7 separate regions of the Mus musculus genome follow, and regions 2, 3, 4, 5, 6 and 7 are each linked to region 1. A link is a contact called in public Hi-C, HiChIP or PLAC-seq, Micro-C and promoter capture Hi-C data. All regions are on one chromosome and are shown on one strand. The core of a region is the stretch at or near the end of the contact, and the rest is flanking DNA. Distances in the headings are between cores, read along the strand shown. Region 1 holds the start of Stk35os1 (serine/threonine kinase 35, opposite strand 1). Region 2 holds the start of Tmem87b (transmembrane protein 87B). Region 3 holds the start of Zc3h8 (zinc finger CCCH type containing 8). Region 4 holds the start of Polr1b (polymerase (RNA) I polypeptide B). Region 5 holds the start of Chchd5 (coiled-coil-helix-coiled-coil-helix domain containing 5). Region 6 holds the start of Ptpra (protein tyrosine phosphatase, receptor type, A). Region 7 holds the start of AI847159 (expressed sequence AI847159).

Evidence for each region. Promoter capture Hi-C pulls out the DNA fragments that hold promoters and counts their contacts. A called contact is a pair of places that touch in the nucleus more often than the background predicts. HiChIP or PLAC-seq counts read pairs in DNA pulled down with a chosen protein or histone mark.
Region 2: a Micro-C map of embryonic stem cells shows a contact between it and region 1, with 5 times the contacts expected there. The contact joins the promoter of Tmem87b here to the promoter of Stk35os1 in region 1. A contact is called at or near these places in 5 of 39 promoter capture datasets (the C10 cell line, the HPC-7 cell line, hippocampal neurons and 2 more), 1 of 484 Hi-C or Micro-C datasets (embryonic stem cells) and 1 of 115 datasets of contacts at active chromatin or transcription factors (bone marrow-derived macrophages).
Region 3: a contact with region 1 is called in a promoter capture Hi-C map of neutrophils, with 4 times the contacts expected there. The contact joins the promoter of Zc3h8 here to the promoter of Stk35os1 in region 1. A contact is called at or near these places in 6 of 39 promoter capture datasets (the C10 cell line, the HPC-7 cell line, hippocampal neurons and 3 more), 1 of 484 Hi-C or Micro-C datasets (B cells), 3 of 115 datasets of contacts at active chromatin or transcription factors (astrocytes, embryonic stem cells and extraembryonic endoderm stem cells) and 2 of 9 other capture datasets (adipose tissue and macrophages).
Region 4: an H3K27ac HiChIP or PLAC-seq map of embryonic stem cells shows a contact between it and region 1, with 4 times the contacts expected there. The contact joins the promoter of Polr1b here to the promoter of Stk35os1 in region 1. A contact is called at or near these places in 2 of 115 datasets of contacts at active chromatin or transcription factors (bone marrow-derived macrophages and embryonic stem cells) and 1 of 9 other capture datasets (liver).
Region 5: a promoter capture Hi-C map of liver shows a contact between it and region 1, with 2.4 times the contacts expected there. The contact joins the promoter of Chchd5 here to the promoter of Stk35os1 in region 1. A contact is called at or near these places in 5 of 39 promoter capture datasets (the 3T3-L1 cell line, liver, neutrophils and 1 more), 3 of 484 Hi-C or Micro-C datasets (erythroblasts, muscle stem cells and uterus) and 4 of 115 datasets of contacts at active chromatin or transcription factors (acute myeloid leukemia, bone marrow-derived macrophages, embryonic stem cells and 1 more).
Region 6: a contact with region 1 is called in a Hi-C map of CD8 T cells, with 5 times the contacts expected there. The contact joins the promoter of Ptpra here to the promoter of Stk35os1 in region 1. A contact is called at or near these places in 2 of 484 Hi-C or Micro-C datasets (CD8 T cells and regulatory T cells) and 1 of 115 datasets of contacts at active chromatin or transcription factors (astrocytes).
Region 7: a contact with region 1 is called in an HNF4G HiChIP or PLAC-seq map of pancreatic cancer cells. The contact joins the promoter of AI847159 here to the promoter of Stk35os1 in region 1. A contact is called at or near these places in 3 of 39 promoter capture datasets (the 3T3-L1 cell line, hippocampal neurons and neutrophils) and 3 of 115 datasets of contacts at active chromatin or transcription factors (bone marrow-derived macrophages, embryonic stem cells and pancreatic cancer cells).

Annotation. Positions count from the first base shown.
Region 1 is chr2:129,799,842-129,802,974 of GRCm38.p6, forward strand. Stk35os1 (serine/threonine kinase 35, opposite strand 1) reads right to left here and starts at 1,618. Exons shown (of 1, transcript NR_029452.1): 1 at 1-1,618. It overlaps Stk35 (serine/threonine kinase 35), which reads left to right and starts at 676. Exons shown (of 4, transcript NM_183262.3): 1 at 676-1,005; 2 at 1,563-2,163. The coding sequence starts at 700.
Region 2 is chr2:128,816,885-128,820,017 of GRCm38.p6, forward strand. It overlaps Tmem87b (transmembrane protein 87B), which reads left to right and starts at 1,419. Exons shown (of 19, transcript NM_001355629.1): 1 at 1,419-1,619. The coding sequence starts at 1,455.
Region 3 is chr2:128,942,530-128,945,662 of GRCm38.p6, forward strand. It overlaps Zc3h8 (zinc finger CCCH type containing 8), which reads right to left and starts at 1,491. Exons shown (of 9, transcript NM_020594.2): 1 at 1,319-1,491. The coding sequence starts at 1,395.
Region 4 is chr2:129,099,475-129,102,607 of GRCm38.p6, forward strand. It overlaps Polr1b (polymerase (RNA) I polypeptide B), which reads left to right and starts at 1,522. Exons shown (of 15, transcript NM_009086.2): 1 at 1,522-1,789. The coding sequence starts at 1,613. It overlaps Gm46764 (predicted gene, 46764), which reads right to left and starts at 1,469. Exons shown (of 3, transcript NR_168333.1): 1 at 1,360-1,469.
Region 5 is chr2:129,128,233-129,131,365 of GRCm38.p6, forward strand. Chchd5 (coiled-coil-helix-coiled-coil-helix domain containing 5) reads left to right here and starts at 1,468. Exons shown (of 4, transcript NM_025395.3): 1 at 1,468-1,625; 2 at 1,946-2,086; 3 at 2,169-2,334. The coding sequence starts at 1,624.
Region 6 is chr2:130,448,600-130,451,732 of GRCm38.p6, forward strand. Ptpra (protein tyrosine phosphatase, receptor type, A) reads left to right here and starts at 1,679. Exons shown (of 21, transcript NM_001163688.1): 1 at 1,679-1,959. Gm52562 (predicted gene, 52562) reads right to left here and starts at 2,971. Exons shown (of 3, transcript NR_165481.1): 1 at 2,936-2,971; 2 at 2,694-2,845; 3 at 1-2,184.
Region 7 is chr2:129,179,035-129,182,167 of GRCm38.p6, forward strand. AI847159 (expressed sequence AI847159) reads right to left here and starts at 1,639. Exons shown (of 3, transcript NR_045264.1): 1 at 1,420-1,639; 2 at 1,176-1,225.

The sequences.
Region 1 (3,133 bases), core at 368-2,867:
CTTTAAAAAACCACGCCTAGGGGCTGGAGATGTAGCTTTGTAAAGTGCCTGTCTAGCATGCACAAAACCCTTGGATTCCTAGCTCTGTACAAACAAATAGGGTGTATAAATTGGGTGTGGTGGTGCCCGCCTTTAATCCCATTACTCGGGAGATGAAGACAAGAGGAAAAGTTCAAGATCATTCTTAACTACACAGCCATTGTGCTCCCTCCCACCACAATGGGCGGCCGGGGTGAAGGGTATCAAAATCCAAGCCCAAAGCAGCTTATATCAGGCACTCAATTAGCCAGCCATCATATTTCACTTGGTCCTTTGCAACCTTGGAAGTGCGGACCACCCGGGTTTGGCAGAGAAGGATACTGAGGATTAAGTGCGGCTGAGATCATTGGGGTCATTAGTGGGCGTGGAGATTAGCGTTCTAACCCTGGTCTCAGCTGTGAATCGATTACACCTAAGCCATTCCCCCAATCAGCATCAAGTGCCGAGTGCGGGCGTAGAGGTACGATGCAGGTCAAGTCCGGAAAGGCGTTTGCGGAGTGCAGGCGCCTCGCGAAGGCCCTCGGTACAAATCGCGGGATTTTGGCGCGCTCTTTTTGTTGGCTGGGTGTTCTCGCCAGTGATTGGTTCCGGGCTGTCGCGGCGGCTGGGTCTACCTCGGCTGCAGAGAGGCGGCGCGGCTCTCCGCTGGCCTCCTGGGGGATGGGCCACCAGGAATCTCCGCTGACCAGAGCGGCGGCGGGAGGTGCAGCTTACATAAAGAGGTTACGTAAAGTGCTCAGCTGGCGTGAACTCGGGGACGGCCACGGGAACCTGGAAGCCGAGGCCTCCCCCGGGAGCGTTGCTGTCATCACAAGAGCAGCGCCGCGACGCGCTACACGCTCAGCCAGGCTCCCCGCCTCGCGCCCTACCCGGCTCTGCAGACAAGCCCGGCTCGGAACGGACCATCCTCCGGCGCGGGCTCCAAGGGGGAACCGGTTCGCCCGGAAGAGGAACAGCGCCGGCCAGGTAAGAGGGAGTGGAGGGAGGAAGGGAGGGCCGAAGCGGGAGCCCCGGCGCCCCACCGTAGTCCCGGGGGCGTCACCGGGGCCTCCGCCTGTCGTCCTCGGAAGCCGATCTTTTAGCCGGTTTCCCTTCGCCCGCTGTCCCCGGGGGTCTGGGTCGTCCCGCCGGGCTCTCCTGGGTTTGATTCACGGGACTGTTTACACCGGGAGAAGCCCGGGTAGGACGTGGGGAGGGGCCGTTGAGAGGGGGCTAAGCCCCAGGAAAGTTTAAGCCGGCCGTCTTCGATGGGGACGATCCCTACGGCTTTATTTATTTTTTCTGCTCCTGACGGATAAGTCGGCGAGAGGGGACGGTTTGCGCTTCGGTTTCCGGTCCTCCCTCGGTACTTCCCGGTGGTTCCGTCTTTCCCGCTTTCCTTTCCCTTCCCCCGTTCAATTCGAGACGGTGGCTCCTTCTTAAAGGGGCCGCGACCGGCGGCGGAGGTGGGACGCCGGACGCTTTAAGTTCCTCATCTACCCTTCTCGGCCCGGTGGGTTTTAACTTCTCCCTCTCGCCCTTAGATCACCATCCAAGGTCCCGCTCCTCCACATCTCGGGGCTAGACGGAGGGATGAGGCAAGGGGGGCCCGGGCGGCGCCGTTGCTGCTCCCCCCGCCCCCCGCAGCCATGGAAACGGGGAAAGAGAACGGAGCCCGCAGAGGGACAAAAAGCCCGGAGCGGAAAAGGCGAAGCCCAGTCCAGCGGGTACTGTGCGAGAAGCTGAGGCCGGCGGCCCAGGCCATGGATCCGGCTGGGGCCGAGGTCCCGGGCGAGGCCTTCCTGGCCCGGCGGCGGCCGGATGGCGGCGGCGGGGATGTTCCTGCACGGCCGCGCTACAGCCTCTTGGCGGAGATCGGGCGCGGCAGCTACGGCGTGGTTTATGAGGCTGTGGCTGGGCGCAGTGGGGCCAGGGTGGCAGTCAAGAAGATCCGCTGCGACGCTCCCGAGAACGTGGAGTTGGCACTAGCAGAATTCTGGGCCCTCACCAGTCTCAAGCGGCGGCACCAGAATATCGTGCAGTTTGAGGAGTGCGTCCTACAGCGCAACGGGTTAGCCCAGCGCATGAGTCACGGCAACAAGAACTCACAGCTTTACCTGCGCCTGGTGGAGACCTCGCTCAAAGGTAGACTACAGCCGGCAGTCCTGCCCTCTCCTGGACCCCCTTGTTCTCAGAACCACTCAGTTCTAATAACTGTCTCTGGCTCGCTAAGGTCCTTGACCCGGCTTTGGGACCTTCTTTCTTGCTAGGAAATCAGTCTGTTCCCCAGCCGTTAGCTGACATTCCCTAACAAGCTCACCAAGTGCTAACCTTGATCTTTTTAAGTACTCACTCAGTAGGTGTGAGCCATAATTACAAGCCTAGCATTTTAAAAGATGGATGAAGAGTAGTCCTGGTGGGATTCAAAGTAGTTGGTAGAACTGCAGAAGCCCCCTCATGCCTCTTTCTCATCAGAACCTAGAGGGGAAAAAAAGTAGCAGACCCACCCATGCCATTCTCCTTTCCTGATTTCTAGTTTCTTCCAATTCTGTTCCCAAACCTTGTCTTCAAGTGTGAGGTTTCCTCCGAGAACCCCAACCCTTCACCCGAGAGCAGACAATCATTCAGTTGGTTCTTGGTTTAGTCCCTGAGGGCACCACAGGTTAATAACTCACGCACCCAGTAATAACCCCCTCAGGTGGGCCAAGAGCTGTCGCATAACAAAACAGGTTGCAGCTTTCCCTGCCCTGTTACAATCTCAGTTGTTTTCATAACCCCTGGGGCTGTCTGAGCAGTGATTGTTGCAGAACCATGGGGCTCCAGGAGGCCAAACACCTTGCCTTCCTGTGTAAACTAGAGAAGAGGCAGTGGGCTGCAAGTGTCTTGAGTTCCTGGGGCAGGGGGTAGGGCGAGGGAAATTGGACAGTCGCAATCCCAGCTATATAATCTGAGCGCTACGATTTGGATAATATCTGTAACAGTAAATTAAGCTTCTGCTCTATAAATAGAGGAACTCAGCCTAGTGGGCACAAACACAGCTCGATTAAGGTTAATCAGCTTGAAAGAGTGGGACTCCGGCCTCCAAATTCCTGTGTCCTTGAAGTATTTGTAAGCC
Region 2 (3,133 bases), core at 169-2,668, 980 kb before region 1:
GGGATTTGAACTCTGGACCTTCAGAAGAGCAGTCGGGTGCTCTTAACCACTAAGCCATCTCGCCAGCCCATAATTACTCTTTTAAAATGTTAATTACATTTTACTTATGTATTGAGTGGGAAGTATTTGGGGGTTAAAGAACAACATTCCAGAGTCTGTTTCTGGGACCTTGTGGGTAGTCAGCTTTGGCAGCAAGTGCCTTTAACCTCAGGACCATCTCAATATTCCATTTGCTCTTCAATAAGGTAAACTCCCTGTTTAGTCTATTACTCGGAGATCGATACCTCTGTGAGATATTTAATGAGCCGTAAGATACAGTTCTGAATTGATTACTGGTTTAATGGTCTCTATTAAAGGTACTCCTTGTAGTGTGGAATGTTGCTAGCAGAGGAAGCTGGTGACCAGGGCGATATTAGAACTTTCTAGAGATCCATTCCTCTCGATTTTACTGTGAACTTAAATGTGCTTGAAAAATAGTTAACTATTTTAAAATAAGGAAATTAGAGGTATAAACAGTAACTCCTACTGAATCTAATCGGGACTAAAAAAACACCTTCAGGAAAGATTCAAATTCATATAAAACATCAATTTCCTAGTGCCACCTACTGGTGAGACCTGACTATTGCTCTCGAAACAATTTTTTCCCCTTAGTTGACAAGTATTTTGTTTTGCTTTTAGACAAGCTTGTGCAGCTCACGCTGGTCTCACGCTTGCTATGTGGCTATAGGCTGTCTTTGAATTCCCACGATCCTCCTACCTCCACCTCCCAAGTACTAGGATCTTCATTTCTGCAACTTGTCATTAGAGTGCCCCATTATCCTCGGGGCCCTGCTCTGCAAGCTGACCTTTCAACTGCGTTGCAGCCAGGTCTTTCCTTTCTAGTTTCCCTTAAGGCCCTGCCTCTTTTTCCTCCCCCTCCTCTCCCTGTTCTTTTCCCCGCCTCCATCTTTCTACACACAACCTTCCCCTTAAAGCAGCTTCTAGTTCCGCCCAGGTTCGGCCCTTTTAATCTTGTAGTCCCGCCTCCACACTTTGGTTCCGCCTTCCCTTCTCCCGGGAAGGCCCCGCCTCCCTACCACGCCCCGTGCCCATAGTCCCGCCCCAATTAAGGTCTTGGCCCCGCCTCCACTCCCGGCCCCACCTTCTCAGCCCCGCCTCCACCCGGCCCCACCTCCCAGGCCCCGCCCCCTCCGTGGGCGGGTTTCCCTCTGGACTCTCTTCCCTTCCCTCCACACTTCCTCGGTTCCTTCCAGGCCTGGCCCTGAAGCCCTGCTCCAGGTTTGAGCCTATTTCCTCTAACAGCGCCTATCCGCTTCAGCCCAAGACCCCCTCCGCATTCACGCCCGTGCTCTCGTTCCCCTCGTGGGCACGCCCCTTCAGGGGCGGAGCTGAGCCAGGTGCGGCCCCGGGGCGTGGCCGGGTTCCGGGAGCGCAGGTGCGGCGTCCGCGTCAAGATGGCTGCCGCCTGTCGGTCTGAGGCTGGCCTCCTTCCCAGCCTCCTCTGCCGCCGGCCCGCCGGGGCCCAGCTGCTGCGAGTTGCCCTGTGTCTCCTGTGCTGGGTCCCGGCGGCTGTGGACGCAGTCCCCGAGCTCGGGCTTTGGACGAGGACGGTCAATGACGTAAGTGCTCTGTAGGGACTGAGGCGTGGCGCTTCTTAGGCTCCAGGGCCCTGGCTGGATAGCTCCGCCTGCGGACCAGTCTGGCCTTGGGCACATTCACTAGGGCTCTCTGGGACCAGCGGTGGGTCCTCTGACGCGCTTCTTGAGCCTTTTGTCTAGAGTGGGCTCTGGGAAGGGAGCGTCCCCCTCCTCTGCCTAGGCTTCTGGGAAGAGCGGTCCCACTGTGCTTTCCTAAGACGGCTTCCCTTTCCAAATGTTGTTGCTGCTCGCGAGGCTCTCCACCCGCCTCTCACTGTCCTGACACGGTGTCTCTAGATCTTGCTTTTGTTTCTTCAGTTCAGAGCCCCAATCTCTGCATTCCCAGCGGCATCGCTGGGACCGAATACTTCGGCTAGGTTACTACTACTGGGGCCACATCCACAAGGCCACAAGGTTTGTCTAGCCTTTCTGTTAGAGCATAAATTGAGTGTGCTCTACAGTCGTGCATAAAGTCACCTCGCCTCTCTTATTTTTCTTGAGTTTCTGTATATTCCTTAGTGTTCATGACTTCTGCGCGTGTCTGTGGAACAGGGTGTTTGCTTAAGAGTGTTTAAAGGGCGAGTCTGATGGATGAAAACTTCCGTAACTGGGCAGGCCGTTAGAGAACTTGACGTCCTGTATGGTTAAGAGATGATGTGGGAAGAAGGCAGAGACCAAATTGTGCAAAGTCTTGCAAAAGAGACAGGATATCGGGAAGCGGCCTTGTCTTGAGTCCAGAGTCAGATGACTCGCCCAGATCTGCTTGGGATGTGTGGAAACAGCGTCTAAGTTCTAAAGGTGACATTTATATTTATATTCCTTCAACCAAAAGTAGTATCAGAAGGTGCACATACTTCCAAACACAAAACTGCAGAGGCTCAAGTGTAGGCTTCATTCTGTGGCCCGGCTCAGTGTATTCATTGCGTTTGAGATTCTTCTGAGTAGGTGCCCAGTATTTTTTTTTTTTTTTTTTTTTTTTTTTAGCTGTCATATGCTTTGTTCAGGCTGAGTTTATTTCCTGTGTAGCTCAGGCTGGTAGTGTCAGCAGCCTTTTTTTGCAAAAAGCAGGATGATTATTTTTTTCTTATATCAAGTTGTCAGAAATGTATCTTTTAGAACAGAGAGAATGAAACATGTCTTTGTATACTTACCACGATAGGGCCTGCCCATCTCTATGGCTGTATTTCTCATCAATAAAAAGCAATGTTTGTTGAAGCACACTTTATGGTTTCCTGCTGCTTTTTTAGTGAATGCAGTTAAGCCGGTTTCCAAACTCAAAATAAGAGCATTGTGAATCAGCTCCATGAAAACTGTTGCTTGAGCATGTACCAAAAGATCTTTGTCAAGCGTACTTCAGATAGTAAGAATCCCACTGGGAAGAATGGCAGGTTCTTTTGACAAGCAGAGAAGTGTGTTTTTTGACTGTAGTTATGCTTTGGTCAGACTGAGTTTATTTCCTGTGTAGCTCAAGCCAGCAGTGTCAGCTTTGCAAAAAG
Region 3 (3,133 bases), core at 241-2,740, 860 kb before region 1:
ACTGCTCTTCCAAAGGTCCTGAGTTCAAATCCCAGCAACCACATAGTGGCTCATAACCACCCGTAAAGAGATCTGACGCCCTCTTCTGGTACGTCTAAAGTCAGCTACAGTGTACTTATGTATAATAATAAATAAATCTTTGGACCGGAGCAAGCAGGGACTGATGGAGCAGGGCCAACTGGATTGAGAGGGGTTGACCAGAGCGAGCAGAGGTCCTTAAAAAAAATTCAATTCCCAACAACCACATGAAGGCTCTCAACCATCTGTACAGCTATAGTGTACTCACATACATAAAACAAATAAATCTTTTTTAAAAAAAGTTTCACATTAATTACACAGCAAAGCTATGGTAGCCCAATTAGGCTAACAGTTTCCACTAAGGTATTTGAGACTGAGCAGTGAACATATACATATATCCTTTCCCCTTGAAACAGTGTTTCCCCTATGTAGCTGAGGTTGGCTTGGAACCTGCTATTTAGACCAGGCTGGTCCCAGTCTCCCAAGATCTGCCTGCCTTTCAAATGCTGAGATTAATAGGCCCAGCCCAACACTGTAATGTTATCTTAATGAGGGTGGAAAAAAACTCGTGAAGGATGTGTCAAGGGTTCCACTGAGGAAAGAGAGAACATAGAAGACAAGGATTTAGGAGAGATGGAGTTTGAGGGCATTATCAACTCAAAAAACTAAAAAGTGGGCCGGGCAGTGGTGGCACATGTCTTTAATCCCATACTTGGGAGGCAGGGTCAGTCGGGTTTCTGAGTGAGTTCCAGGACAGCCAGGACTACACAGAGAAACCCTGTCTCGAAAAATTAAAACCAAAAAAAAAAAACCAAAAAAAAAAACCAAAAACCAAAAAAACCTAAAAAGTGAGTGGGTATCTGCACAGAAATCCCGCACTCTGACTAAGTACGAGATTAACAACACGCTTTTCCAAATTAACAGAAAAACTAAGCCGAAATGATGCTTGCTGCTTTATTCTGGGAGTTCTGGTTCAGGATCACTGGCAGAGCAGTCTATGTATCCTTCAACTCTCGAGGTGCCGGCAAAGCCACCTCGGAGGTGACTGACAGCAAACACGTTAAGCGCACGTGCAAGGGGAGCAGCCGGCCCCTGGGGGCAGATTCAGAGGCTGGGGCCTCCTCCCGCCGCCCGGCCACTGCCCTCGCCCGCAGTCCCTACTCTGACTTCCACCCCACTTCCCCTTCCGACCTCCCCGCTCCGGTCCCGGCCCACGCGCCAGCCAGGGCTCGCCGGTTTCCAGGAGCGAGGGGGCGGAGCCCAAGCGGTGCCCTGCAAAGGACCAGAACGTGGGGATCACCTTTCCTCAGGGTCGGCGGCCGGTTTTTTGCCGAGGGCCGGATTGGGGGGCTTTGAAAAGAGATTTTCAAAATCCATAACTCAGACAGGGACCGTTCCTCTCCACGCCGAGCAGGTACTGAACAACCAGCGAAGCGGAGGCTACAGTCGCGCCAAGGGCCACACGCTCCGCCCAGCGCACGCGCACGCGCTCGCGCTCATGTTGCTTGGGCGCGACTCCGCGCGACCTGGCCAGCCCTACCACGCATGCGCAGTTCTCACCGTTGGTGGGGAGGCTTTCGGTGCCTGAGCTGCGCACGCGCAACTCTCTGTACTTATGTCCGATTCGTTCCTTAGTGCAGCACTACAATGTCGTTAAAAAATTAAAATAATCTTTAGGATTCTTCTTTAGAAAGCTGTGCTATTTTTATATGTACGAGAGAGAGACAGAGAGAATGAGTGCAGATGCCCGCGGAGGCCAGTTATTGTAACCCACCTGACATGAGTGTTGGGAACAGAACGCAAGACCTTTATGTTTTAACTATTGAGCCATATATCTCTTCCAGCCCCTTTAAAATTGACAGGTGACCAAGCAAAATTAATTGCACAAAAAGGAACCTAGACGATCTCTTCTGAGTAAACACATAAATATATTTAAAGCAGGCAAATTCAATAGAAAGTACTAAGTATTAAGACTATTTGGGGGTGGGGGGGTGGGGGGGTGCAGTCTTAGAGACCTGCAGATGAAGATGCAAAACTCTCAGTTCCTGCTGCACCATGCCTACCTGGATGATGCCATGCTCATTCCTTCATGATAATGGACTGAACCTTTGAATCTGTAAGCCGGCCCCAATGAAATGTTGTCCTTATAAGAGTTGCCTTGGTCATGATGTCTGTTCACAGCAGTAAAACCCTAAATAAAATGGAAGCTGGTAGCCGGGCGTGGTGGCGCACGCCTTTAATCCCAGCACTTGGGAGGCAGAGGCAGGTGGATTTCTGAGTTCCAGGCCAGCCTGGTCTACAAAGTGAGTTCCAGGACAGCCAGAGCTATACAGAGAAACCCTGTCTCGAAAAACCAAGAAAAAAAAAAATGGAAGCTGGTACCAGGGATAGGTCTGACCATGCTTTTGTTTGGAAGAATGTTGATTTCAGGACTTTGGATTTGGAAAGCGGTGGAATGTTTTAAATGGGGCTTAATGGACCATCCTAGTAGGAATATGGAAGACTTGCTGAGAATAACTGTGCAGACCAGGCCCAAGAGGTTTCAGAGAAGAATTTTCAGTTTGTGGCATAGAGACTGTTTTTGTGGTATTTTGGTGAAGAATGTGGCTGCTTTTTGCCCTTGTCTGAGAGTCTATGTGGGGCTAAGGTAAATATATATATTAATTGCATTGACAAAGGAAGTCTCAAAAAAGCCCAACATAGACTTTGTTCTCTGGTTAAATCTCATGAAGAGGTTTTTTTTTTTTTTTGAATAAGTGTAGCAGGCTTTGAAAGGAAAAATACAAAATATGTGGTTGACATTAAAGGGGCACCAGGAAGTGAAATGGAACTGAATCTTATGTTCAAGGAGGTTAAATTGAATTAAGGAAGTGTTGACCTTAGGCCAAGATCCACACAGCAAAGTACAGGTCTTTAATTCCAGGAGGCAAAGACAAGCAGATCTCTGACTTTATGTCCAGCCTTGAACAGAGCAGGTTCTAGGTGAAGAAAAGTTTTAAGTCCAGGCATGGTGATACATATCTTCAATCCCAGCATTAAAGGAGACAGAACCATACAGATCTCTGAGTTCAAGATCAGTCTACAGAGCAAGATCCAGGACAGCCAAGCTTAGGCA
Region 4 (3,133 bases), core at 272-2,771, 700 kb before region 1:
CTATAATCAGAAGATAGTACCAGGTACTAGTAATGATGTTGCTAAGGGGAAATGTGAAGTTGTACAGCTCACTTTAATAGTTTCACAGGGCTTCAGAAAGGTAAACATAGGTAATATGACACAGAAACGTGGTTCTTAGCTCTGATACCTAAGGGAATTGAAAACACACACATAGAAAAATGGATATTTGTAAAAGCCAAACACTAGAAACAGCACGAATTCTGACACTATCCAACCACCTTCCTACCTCTTGCTCTTGATTGCCCAGAAGCAGGCTGGGGTGGCTTCCTTTCTTCTGGGTAGCATGGCCTGGTTACTGCTTGCCGTCCTGCTGATGTGCTTCATGCATTAAGAGTTGAGTAGACATAAGCACAGCCCACAGAATCAATTAAGCAGGGCTCAGAGGGGCTCACAGAGACTGAAGAGACAGTCCTGGAGCCTGTGTGGCTCTGAGCTAGGTCCTCGGCATTCATGTTATGGATGTATAGCTTGGTGCTCTTGGGGGACTTCTGGCAGTAGGAGCAGGGGCTGTCTTGGACTCTCTTGCCTGCTCTTGGGACCCCTTTTCTTCTATTGATTTGCTTTGTCCAGACTTGATATGAGGGATTGTGCCTAGTGTTATTGTAACCTGTTATGCCATGTTCAGTTGATATACCAGGGAGGCCTGCTCTTTTCTGAAGGGAAATAGAGGAGGAGTGGATCTGGAGGAGAAGGGGGGTGGGGAGGAAGATTGGGAGGAGTGGAGAGAGGGGAAACTGCAGTTGGAATGCAATGTATGAGAAAAACTAAACAAAAAAACAAAGACTTGAGAAAGAGGGGGCTGGGGGTGACACATGCCTTTAACCCAGCACTCAGGCAAAGACAATGGACCTCTGTGAGTTCCAGGCCAGCCTGGTCTAGGACAGCCAGGACTACATAGAGACCCTGACTCAAAAAACAAAGAAACAAAAATAAATAAATAAATATTATTTTAATAAACAGACAAGTTGAGAAGAAATGACAGGTTGGTGCCCCACACCTCCATTTTAGTTGAAGCCAAGAATCCAGAGTCTCCTGAGGTCTGCATCAGGGTGCAATAGGAAAACTCCAGAATGGGACAGAAGGGAACCTTTAAAGATACGTCTTGTATCAGGTCCTAATTAACGAATTAAGCTAATATGGGTCACAGAGGTCACACACTAAAGTGGAGCAGGATTTAGTATGGTTTGCAGGTTACAAAACAGCGAAGCCTCTTTCTCTCTCTCCACCCCCACCCCCACCCCCACCCCCACCCCGGTGTTTCAAGACAGCTCTGTGTAACTACTCTGAATGACTTGGAACTCTCTTTGTAGACCAGACTGGTCTCGAACTCACAGATACCTGACCTCCTGATTGCTGGGATTAAAGGCGTGTCTTCATGTCTGCGCGTAGTTTTAACCGGTCTAATCACGCCATGGTGTAAGTTTCCAGTCGACTCTGAGAAAAGAAAGGACCAGTGTGGGGCGGGCCGAACAAGAGGAACTACATTTCCCAGAAGGCCACGGGGTAGGGTGGCTGTGGGGTTGGTCCGGCCATTCCAGCCAGCCACGAGTAGCGTCCTAGCTCCGGTCTCCCGTCCGGGACTGGCAGAAGCATGGATGTCGACGGCCGGTGGCGGAACCTGCCCAGCGGGCCCAGCCTAAAGCATTTAACCGACCCCTCGTACGGGATTCCCCCAGAGCAGCAAAAGGCAGCTTTGCAGGACCTGACGCGGGCGCACGTGGACTCCTTCAACTACGCGGCGCTGGAGGGGCTGAGCCACGCGGTGCAGGTGAGTGCCGTGCACTGCGCTCCAGAGCTCTACCCTTGGCCTGGGGGGTCCTGGAGCGTCCCTGCGGTTGGGAGAAGTGGCCGGGGGGTGGGGGGGTGAGGGGTGCCTACAGTATGACCACAAATAGGGACGTGAACTCACCCTGCATTGCTTTGGGTAGTTCAGAGAAAAAAAGCAACTCATAAGCCTAGTGGTGTAGGGAAACTTGTATTTGTGACTCCTGGATTTATATATGAGTACGAGTCTGGTTTGGGGCGAACCATTTCTGGGTACTGTGAGATGAGAGTGAGGAAGTGATCTTTTTGGAACTGTGTTTTCCACCATTCCCAGCACTCGCGCCTTTTCACACCTGGAGTCTTACGTTCTAAAACTACCTCACAAGGTTCCAAGCTGATCAGACAGACTGCAGCAAGCACATCCTTCAGTTTGCTTCCCTTAAAGTTTTCTTTTTGGGGCGGGAGAATGGAGACGGTTCGAGATAAGGTTTCTCTGTGTAGCGTTTGCTGCCCTGGAGCTCCGTGGACCAAGGCTGGCCTCGAACTCAGAGATCTGCCTGCCTCTGCCTCCCGAGCACTGGGATTAACAGTGTGTGCCACCATCGCCCGCTTGCTTGCTTGCTTGCTTTCTTTCTTTCTTTCTTTCTTTCTTTCTTTCTTTTTTTTTTTTTTTTCTTTCGAGACAGGGTTTCTCTGTATAGCCCTGGCTGTCCTGGAACTCACTGTGTAGACCAGGCTGGCCTCGAACTCAGAAATCCGCCTGCCTCTGCCTCCCGAGTGCTGGGATTAAAGGCGTTCGCTGCCCGCTTTCTTTCTCTTTAAGAATTTGCAAGAGGAAAACTTGCCACCTGTTCTGAGTTGGTCATGTTGAGGAAGATAAAAAGTCCAGGGGAATCATTGTAACAGTGGTAGCAGAGTAAGGACGGGGAAGGTCTCTTTTTGTTGGCATCTTTAGTTTTTCCTGGCACGGCACTCTGAGAGTAAGACACCTCTCAGGTGTAATTGCTCCTCACTTTGGATGTTGGTTGTGTAACGGTAGCAGGCACCAGCAAGCAGTCAGTGCCATATTCTTTGAGAACTGCTCTAAGATGTGGCGCTTTCTGAGTCAGGAGTACAAGGGAAATGCTGCGACTAATCCAGGTGTTTAGAAAGCTCTGCATTAGATAAGGCTAAGGGAAGAAGATGGTGCCCTCCCTCAGGAGGCAGGGTAGGTTCAGGGAGAGAAATATGTAGTAGACAGTACCCTGAGCTTTCGTTACCAAACAACTGTATTGTGAGAACAAAGGATGGGGATATGTTGGAGAGCTTTGACTGCCAGACTGAGACTTGACAATATGGAAGCCATTTA
Region 5 (3,133 bases), core at 218-2,717, 670 kb before region 1:
GAAAGCTTCTCTGGAAGGCCACATGCATGCTTGTGTGTAGATATAAACTTCTTGTATCTGGGACAAACGTTCAAGAAGCAATTATTGCGTCATAAGATAGTTACCTGATTTCATAAGAAATAGGGGAGGGAGTGAAGGAATGGCTGACTAAAGTGCTTGCTATGCAAGCAGGAAGACCTGAGTTGTGGATCTCCAACACCTGCATAAAAACCTGCAGAAAAGGCATGGTAGGGCAGACTTGGAATCCCAGTGTTGGGATGAGGAGACAGCTCCTGGATGTTCACTGGTGGGTTTTAAGGTTCAGTGACACCCTGTCTCCAAAAAGCTTCAGGTGTCAAGCAATAGAGGAAGCCACCTGCCGCCAGCCTCTGCCTGCACACATGTACATCACACACATGTCCCTAGTTTCCTTTTCCTGCTCCCTCTTAGCGGCTACTGACATTTACAGCGTGCCTGTCCTGGTGTTTTCTCTCAGACCAATAACATTGCCCTTGATTGTCCTAAATGAGTACCTTTTAAAGTTCTTTCATTAATGAGCTCCCCAGAAGGGAACCCCAGTAACAGAAGCACTCTTGAGACCTGCATTTCTCAGATCCGCTTCACTTCAAACCTTAGGGTTATCTAGTTCTCTCCATTCCATTCTTAATGACTCTTTTGACAGCAACCAGACAAAAGGAAACTAGAAGTGTGGAGTGTCAAGTTTCCCAAAAATGAAAGTGTCACTGTATATTATGAAGGCCAAAGCAGTCGTTCTCATTTTACAACTGCGTGCTAAGGTAATCACCTTACCGCTCATTTTCTCTAGCTTAGGCCTCTCCATATGAGGAATATTTAGCCTTACAGGGAAATGAACTTCCAGGTCTAGCCCTATAATCTGAAGGCAAATGTGGAGAGGGTGCAAACACCACCTAAGGAAATTACAAAGAAAATAATTTGTGCACGATTGCAAGGAGCAAGCAATAAAACCCACTCTCATCCTGCCTTTACCACCTATGGCAGGAAAAGGACATGTCTGAGTGAATAATCGGATGGGAAGCCCAATGTGGCGTTTAAGATCATTCCTTTCCGTCAAGTTGGAACTAAAGTCAGGAGGAGAATACGCAGTGGCGGAAAGCCACTGGTAGCTCAGCCTGAGAGGGCAATCCCCGTGTTCCTAAACTAGCAGCGGCGGGCACAGCTGCCGCCTCAGCCGCAGCGTGTGCCGAGCCATAGTCACGCGGGCCGGTGGCCTCAACTCCAGCCGGGAAAGTGGCAGCGCGAGCGGCTGTAGATCTGACCTACAGGGAACCAGCTCTGGTGCTCTGTGCCTGGCTGCTCGATCACGGCCGAAGTCCTGCTTCCGGTGATCACTAAACGCGACCACCACAAGCCGGAAGTAAATAAACTAAAATAGCTGACGGACCGGAAGTAGTTACAGGGGCCTCCTCCCGGATAGGCAGTGAGGCGGAAAGCAAAGCAGGACACAGCCATGAAGGTTGGACCAATGTGGGATGAGTGGCAGGGACGCTCGACGACCGGAAGAGTGAGGCCAGGAGGTCTGGGTTGGGCGCCGCCATAACAACCTGATACCGGAAAAGGCGGGTCTCTTCTCCCTGACTGATCGGCGCTTGAATTCGCCTGGAGATGTGAGTTACAACTCCCTATAACTCTAGATCATGCTTGTCAGACTGCACGGTCCCCAACGGGAAATGACTGAATTCAAGACTCCAGGCCTGCTTCACAATAGCCAGACTTTTTGTCTTAGGACTTCCACGATCTCCCGGGAAATCCCACCTTGTTCCACAACGCGCAGGGATCGGCGCTTATTTCTGCCCCTCGTTGGTTGTCCCTATCACAGGATCTTTACACCCCCCACCCCCAATCCAGACTAGTCCAATCACAGATCAAAATCAGAACTCTTTCTTGCCTTCTCTTGAGATTATCTTCAGTTTACCCTGTCCCACAGGCAGGCAGCCCTGGAAGTCACTGCTCGATACTGCAGCCGAGAGCTGGATCAGTATGGCCAATGTGTGGCAGCCAAGCCAGAGTCGTGGCATCGAGATTGTCACCACCTTAAGATGAGCATTGCTCGCTGCACGTCCTCCCAGTGAGTGTACAACTGGGGGCTAGAGGGTGCCAGGCAGTAGGGTTTGAATGCTTCAGGGTCTAAAATGCCCTACCCCCCACAGCCCGATCATCCGCCAGATCCGCCAGGCCTGTGCTGAGCCCTTTGAAGCCTTTGAGAAGTGTCTTCGCTTGAATGAGGCAGCAGTGGGCAACTGTGCTGAACACATGCGCCGCTTCCTGCAGTGTGCAGAGCAGGTGCAGCCACCAAGTTCACCCACAACTGGAGAGGTAAAGGAGGCTAACTTGATCGTAGCTTTTTCCTTTCACAACTCCCTTCATTTTCTAGTTTAAATACCTTCCAGAACCAGTCCCAGCCCCATTCCCATACATGGCCTTGGCTATGCATCCAAGAATCTAAAAACCATGGTTCTCTGTCCCCGAGTGGACATGCCTCTGCTTGTCACCACCTTTCACACTCCCCTCTGCCAGGGCACCTGCCCCAGCCTTTCCCCGGCTTGCCAGACCCTCTGTGTTCCATATAATGACCTGGATTCTAGTAATGATAATCCCTTGCTTAAAACTCTCTGGTGGCCACCAATTCACACTGGAACAAAGTCCCTGATTCTTACTGGATCCTGTGTTCTTCCTTTCCTCAGCCACTGTGTCCCCTTCACTACTTTCCAGCTGTGCTGGTAGGGGTGAGGGGGTGAGGTGGAGGGGTGCACAGAAAAGGATCTTGCTAATGTATACAATACATAAATACATATACAATATGTCTGAAATACTAAACTGTTATTGATGTAGCCATTAGGAAAAAGTCTTTAAAATGTTCTGGATTTGGCAGAAATGGAGGAAAGCGTGAGAAACCCTCCCTCCCTTGCTGCTCTTGCTGGATCTCTCCAAGGGAAAGTTCACACCTTCGACCGCCCTCATCTGAGCACCTCTGGGCTCTCTGTCCCTGCAGCTCTGCCTTTTCTTTCTCGCCTTCTTTTGGGCTAGTGTGTTGGCTCATCTTGTCCTTTCCAGTCCTTATGTGATGGTCTCAGAATGGACTCAGAGGACATCTTAGCATGTTGGCTTCTGCATA
Region 6 (3,133 bases), core at 429-2,928, 650 kb after region 1:
GTGACTTGGACTTTTGAGGGGAAATGGGGCTCCTTTAATCCTATCCTTCAGCCCTGCTATTCCAGTTCTTACCTGCAGGCACCAATGCAGCAGAGAACAGGGAGCTCCCACTTATCTTTCTCTTGGTTCCTTTTTTTCTATTTTATTTTTCTTCCAAGATGGCTCTTGATTGTGCTAATGGGGTAGGGAGCTCTGAAAAGGACCAGGAGTCATAGGTTAACTGTAAATAAGAAAAATTTCAAAAAAATTAAAAAAACAAAAAACCCCAAAACAAAACAAACAAACAAACAAACAAACAAAAAACCGAAAGAAAGAAAAAGAAAGAAAAGAAAAAAAGTTTGCTGGTAGGGTTTGCTCTAAAGCCAAGAGGCTGCTTTCTTAGCCAAGAACCAGTATTTTTCAGATTTGTTTTGTTCTGTGTTGGTCTTGTTTTGTAAAGTATTGTGTTCTAGTGAAAGACCCAACTTTTCATTTGGTCACTTTTCAATTTGCTGTGTATTTGCATCCCTGATAGACTTTGTACTTTCTAGGAAATGGGCTTCTGGAACTTGTAGGAGGAGCGGACCTCATTGGCAGGAGTCTGACATTTAGGAGACAGGATAGAGGTCTTGTAGACTGTCACTGAGATGGCCCTGAGGAGGGAGATCAAGAGTCACAAATCTTAACTCAAGGAGAGGTTTTTACTACCCAGAGGGAGGAAGTTTAAAGAAGGCCCGCTTCAACGCACATTTGCAGGTCCTGGCTCTGGTCTGCGCACACTTACTTATTCAACAAATAAAGGAAGGGTGTTTGCATAGAGTTCTAACTTGGCGCCCTAGGTCTAGCAGCATCCAAAGTGCTCTAAACTGAGGACTGCTACCTTCCGAAAAAATCGACTTATGGTTCCTAGAAGCTAGATGCACAAAGAACGCTGTTCGCTTCCCTGGTCTCTCTCAGCGCTTTCAATCTTCTCCTGACCACTATGCATGTATCAAGAAGTATCTCCCCGCTCGCTGCGGAGCACCGTGTGCTGTGCTTCCATCCAGCTCTAGAGAATCAGGCCCAGCTTGCACATCTGGAAAGCAAGAGAGATTTCCCTAGGGTTCGGGTGGGGATGATGTGGGCTGGTTTATTTAAGATGACATACTCAGAGCTAGACCGGTCCTAGGTACTAGGCAAATTCTTCTCGCAATTACATCCTTTAAGTGCCTTACAACTAACTCTCTCTCTCTCTCTCTCTCTCTCTCGTGTGTGTGTGTGTGTGTGTGTGTGTGTGACAGAGAGAGAGAGAGAGAGAGAGAGAGAGAGAGAGAGCGAGAGCGCGAGAGAGGCAGAGGCAGAGGCAGAGGCGCGGGGTGTGTTAGAGAGAGGATCACATTTGGAGAAGGATGGAGATGGCTTTCGAGTGCCTGAGTTCACCAGTTGGTGTGGCTTGTGCCTGGTGTCAGTTTCCTCATCTGTAAACAAGGAAAAAAGCCCATGCCCGGGGGCCTAGGACCGTGACTAGGTGGGAGACGTGTGCCAGGGGAGGATAGGGAGCGTCCTGTCCTGTTACCCGGAGACCCCCAGTGCGCCCGGGGAACTCCGCGGCGCAGCGGGGCGCGCAGGGGTGGGGCTCACGGAGGCGGAGACGCCCGCCCGGCGTCAGCGAACCAGCGCCCGCCTCTCAACGGCCAATGACGAAGCGCCTTACAGCCCAGGCCGCGACGGGAGAGAGGCTGCGGCGAGTGAGGCGCTGACAGGGACTCGCGGGGGCATCTTGCACAGACCCCTGGACCACGCCGCCATCGCAGCCTCCAGCCCAGTCCTCTCTCTGCCGCTTCTCCTCGCCATGGAGGCGAGGCCGCCGCCGCCGCCGCGGGGCTTCGAGCAGCGGACCGGGCGGCGGCCCTGAGGGGAGCGGCGGGCCGAGACGCCGCCGCGGTCCTGAGGCGGAGCTGCCGTGCGCGTCCCCCGCGGTCCCGCCCAGCGCCGGGCTCGGTAAGCGTTCGCGCCTGCCGCCGTCGGGAGGGCTCGGGGAGGTGGGGTGGCTCGGCCGCGCGTGGGAGCGGTCCCTGGATCCTATCCTGGAGGAGCGCCTCTGGCTTGTGCATCCTGGCACCGTGGACAGGGGGAGGGGGTCCCGGAAACGTGCGGGACACAGACAGGCTGGAACTTTGCGGACGTCCTCCTCCGGCCCGGGCCAGGGCGCTGCCGTAGTTCATTCTGAAAGAAAAAAACTTTGAGCAGCGAAAATGGGATTTGCTCAGGTCCATTTAATGGGAGGAGATAGGTGGCACACGCAGTGACCATCCCACCTCCCACCTTCCCCTTAAGACCCCTTCCTGGTCCTACTCCCAGGCCCCTCTCTGCCGCCCATTCCCAACTGTTGTGTATGCTTAAGAAGGAAAATATGGACTTAAGCTACCCAGAATTCAAAAGCAGCCACTTGGGAACGCACATCTCCTGTGTTTACTTTCAGTAATTCTTAAAAATTGCCACGGGGGGGGGGGGTTGAGCCCCTAATATTTCCTAAAAATAACAACTACAGAGGCAGAGATGATCCTGTCTATTAGAGGGTTTTGTTGTTGATAGTGATGATATTTGTAGGACAAGCAAAAAAATGTTCCAAACCCTCTTGGACAGAGTGTGATGTCGGCCGAAGCCCTTGGCTAGGATAGGGAATTTCTGTTGAAAACCAGCCTCATGTCCCCGGCTATGGCACCACTTGTTACCTGCTAACTCTTGAAGCAGCCAGAGAACCAAAAGATGGTGGATGAGGAAAGACTGGGACAGGATGAACATCTTTCTGTCTGGATACTCCTTTCGAAAACGTAGATCAGACGCTGTCATTTGTGTGCTTAAAAACTCCTTCACTTTCCTTCCTCTGTGAATGAGATGGAGGAAAACCCAGATGCCTTACCGTTCCCTACAAGGCTCTTGGCAGTCCTTCCTGAACTTAATCTTTGATGGTTACCTCAGTCCTCTCATTCTCCTTTCTCTTCCACGCTGTGTTTAGCCATTCGGAGCGGCTCGGCCACCCCCTCATATGTGGGAGGGTTTTGCTTTCAGGGTCCCCCTTCTCACCCTTCCTTGCCTGGTTCCGGGCCTTCCTTGTTTGAGAAGCTTCTTGCGGACCGGCTTCTTCTGGGTCCTGTTTAAGACTTCCCTGATA
Region 7 (3,133 bases), core at 389-2,888, 620 kb before region 1:
TCAGAGGATGTATAAATGCTAGCACCCCAATCGACGGGGCTGACTGGCCAGTTGTTGGTTCAATGTTGGTTGTTGGTTGGTTGCTATTTGTTAAATAGTTGTGCACAAAGAAACAAGAAATGAGATATCCACCGGGCAGTGGTGGCGCACACCTTTGATTCCAGCACTCGGGAGGCAGAGGCAGGTGGATTTCTGAGTTTGAGGCCAGCCTGGTCTACAGAGTGAGTTCCAGGACAGCCAGGGCTATACAGAGAAACCCTGTCTCGGAAAAAAGAGAGAGAGAGAGAAAGAAGGAGAGAGAAAGGAAGAAAGAGAGAGAGAGAAAGGAAGAAAGAGAAAGATATCCTGACTGTGAAGATCAAACTTGCCCTAAGGAACTCAACAGCCCTAATCAGCAGGAATTATCCTAACAATATCATCGCCCCCTTTCCCCGCCATCCTTTTCTCTCTTCTATCTAATATTAAGGGGTTGAAAAAGTGGAGAAGGGTAAAGAAAAAAGCATCCACAAAATAGCCGAAAGGACAGGCTATAGGGCTCAGCAGGGAAACCCAGAGAACATGAGAAGAGAAAACCCCTGTGCTTTGTGAGGGGAGGCACAGCTGAGTCTGGTAACCAGACAGCAACACTGGCTCTAGCCAGACAGGAACATACAAGGAAAATCTAAATGTAGAAATTCCTATCGGACCATGGACTCATGTAGCATACATCTTAATCAGAATCAGTAATGAGGTAAGTCTAAAAAGGCCTTGAGGTAGAAACAAAGGCAACATCTGGCCTTCAAGTGGCTGTCCTCCACTGTTCCACCCCCCTTCCCTTAAAAAATATTATATATACACATATACATACATACATTAAATATAATATAAATACTCAATTATATATACATATTTATATTTATATATCCATATCTCCCACTTTTGTTCTTCTCATCCCTGTCTGTTCCCATCACTCTGGGTCCTTTCCCAGCATTCACACCAAGGTCTTGGTAGCAGCTCCAGCCATGGGGCTTGGGGCTGTGGCTTGGTATCCGTGCTTCATCAGAAGCATACCATTTCCCTTCCTTCCCTAGCCAATGTCAGAACCAGCCATCAGGCCTAAAGAAGGAGGTGGCTTCTCCCATGACACCCCTCAGACTGTGGTTTTTACATCCTGTGCTGGTGGCCTTTGTACTTACCCCATCCGGAGCTTTCCAGATGTGGTAGCCAACTTTTGTTTTTCTTTCTCCTAGAGCAAGACACAGCTCTGATAATATTTGTATACTATTTGAGGAATGGATATTTTCCTTTAAGTCAATATTTTCAAAACTTTTTAAACCCCCACCCACACAAAGAAATACATTTTATATTATGAACAGTTTACACACACATACACACACACACACACACGCCTTACCACAATTTTCAGGAAATAATACTCACATTGTTGAATGTGCTCTGGTATTTTCTTTCATTTCAGTTTTTTACAAGGCTTCCTGTGTGGGTTTGGAGATGCAGCTCGGCGGTAGAGCACTTGCTCAGCAAACATGAAACTCTAGCACCGACACCAAAAAGCACTTGTTGGGACCTTAAGATAGAAAGCTCTGTCCTAAAGAGCAGAGATACTCCGGTCACTGTTAAACTGAGAAAGCTTTGCATCCAAACCTGGTCAGATTAGGATTAAGCTATAATCAAATGAGGGCTCTGGCCAGTCCTGCTTTGCAGACTGTGAACTTGACCTTGTTGCCAAGGAAGGAGCCTCTCCAGGGTTAGCTGACAGTGGCGATGGCCTCATGGTCTGGATATAGGACCTGCTTGTGCTTTTTGTATTTTTCCTCTTTGGTTCCTTGTATTTTTTCCTTTTGTATTGTACCCTTTCGTCTTTTTCTTTTTCTCTTTCTTTCTTTCTTTCTTTCTTTCTTTCTTTCTTTCTTTCTTTCTTTCTTTCTTTTTTTTTCGGGACAGGGTTTTTCTGTATAGCCCTGTCTGTCCTGGAAATCACTTTGTAGACCAGGCTGGCCTCGAACTCAGAAATCCACCTGCCTCTGCCTCCCGAGTGCTGGGATTAAAGGCGTGTGCCACCACACCTGGCCCCTTTTCGTATTTTTCTAGGGAGACTTAGAGGGATCCAGCAGGCCATGGAAGGACAAAGCAGGCCACTGTCTCAGAATGACAGAAGCTGTCCTTGGCCAAGGAGTAGAGAGTTAACAGTGGGTTCATAGAGCTCAGGAATGCCTACAATAGCATGTTTAGATTTACTAATCTAAGAAATTAAGAAAACAAGCCTGGACTTTAGAGACGGGGCGGGGGGGGGGGGGGGGGCGGGGGGATACAAAGTGGCTCTTAGGCCTAGAGAGGCAGGAGGTGATTGGACATTCAACGGGAATAGTGGCAGGTGATAAGCAGTTGCCCCTCCTCCTGCCTAGCATAGCCTCACCTTGAGCAAGAGGTGAGAGGAATGCAGGGCTGGGGAAGATTATTCCAGTCTTCCATCCCAATATAGCAACATTCCAGCTATAAAACCTTTTAGTCAGTTAAAAATAACTTCATAAAACATAATTGATATATAAATCATGAAATTACACTGCAAAGTGTTGTCATGATTCTGTTTGTGTCCTGGTAACACTACCTACACATCTTGTACAGAGAAAGACCTTGCAGACATGGGGGTGGGGGAGCGGCTACTTTCTAGCCATTCCGATAGGGGGCACTCCACCTCCATGAGGAAAGCTGATAAGAACGATCCAACTATGATTTGGCCGAGGCTAACTTACCAGGGTCTTTGTTCTTTTAACTTTATCAAATACTTTCTAGGATAGCAGTGATCAGTCTGTCAAAGGGACAGCACTGGGCTGGAGAGATAACTGATCGCTCTTTCAGAGGACCTGAAGTCAGTTCCCAGCACCTACTCCGTAGCTAACAGTCCTCTGTAACTCCAGTTCCAGGGGAACCTGACACCCTCTTCTGGCCTCCTCCGACACAGTATACATATGCTACACAGACATACATGCAGGCAAACCCACACATTTTTTAAAAAAGATCTCAAGGGTGGGAGAACGAGGGGGAGGGAATTTAAACTTTTTGAGTCAGGGTCCAGGATGGTCTTGAACTATGAAACCTAGGACAACCTTGAATTTCTGCTCGTCCTGTCTGCACC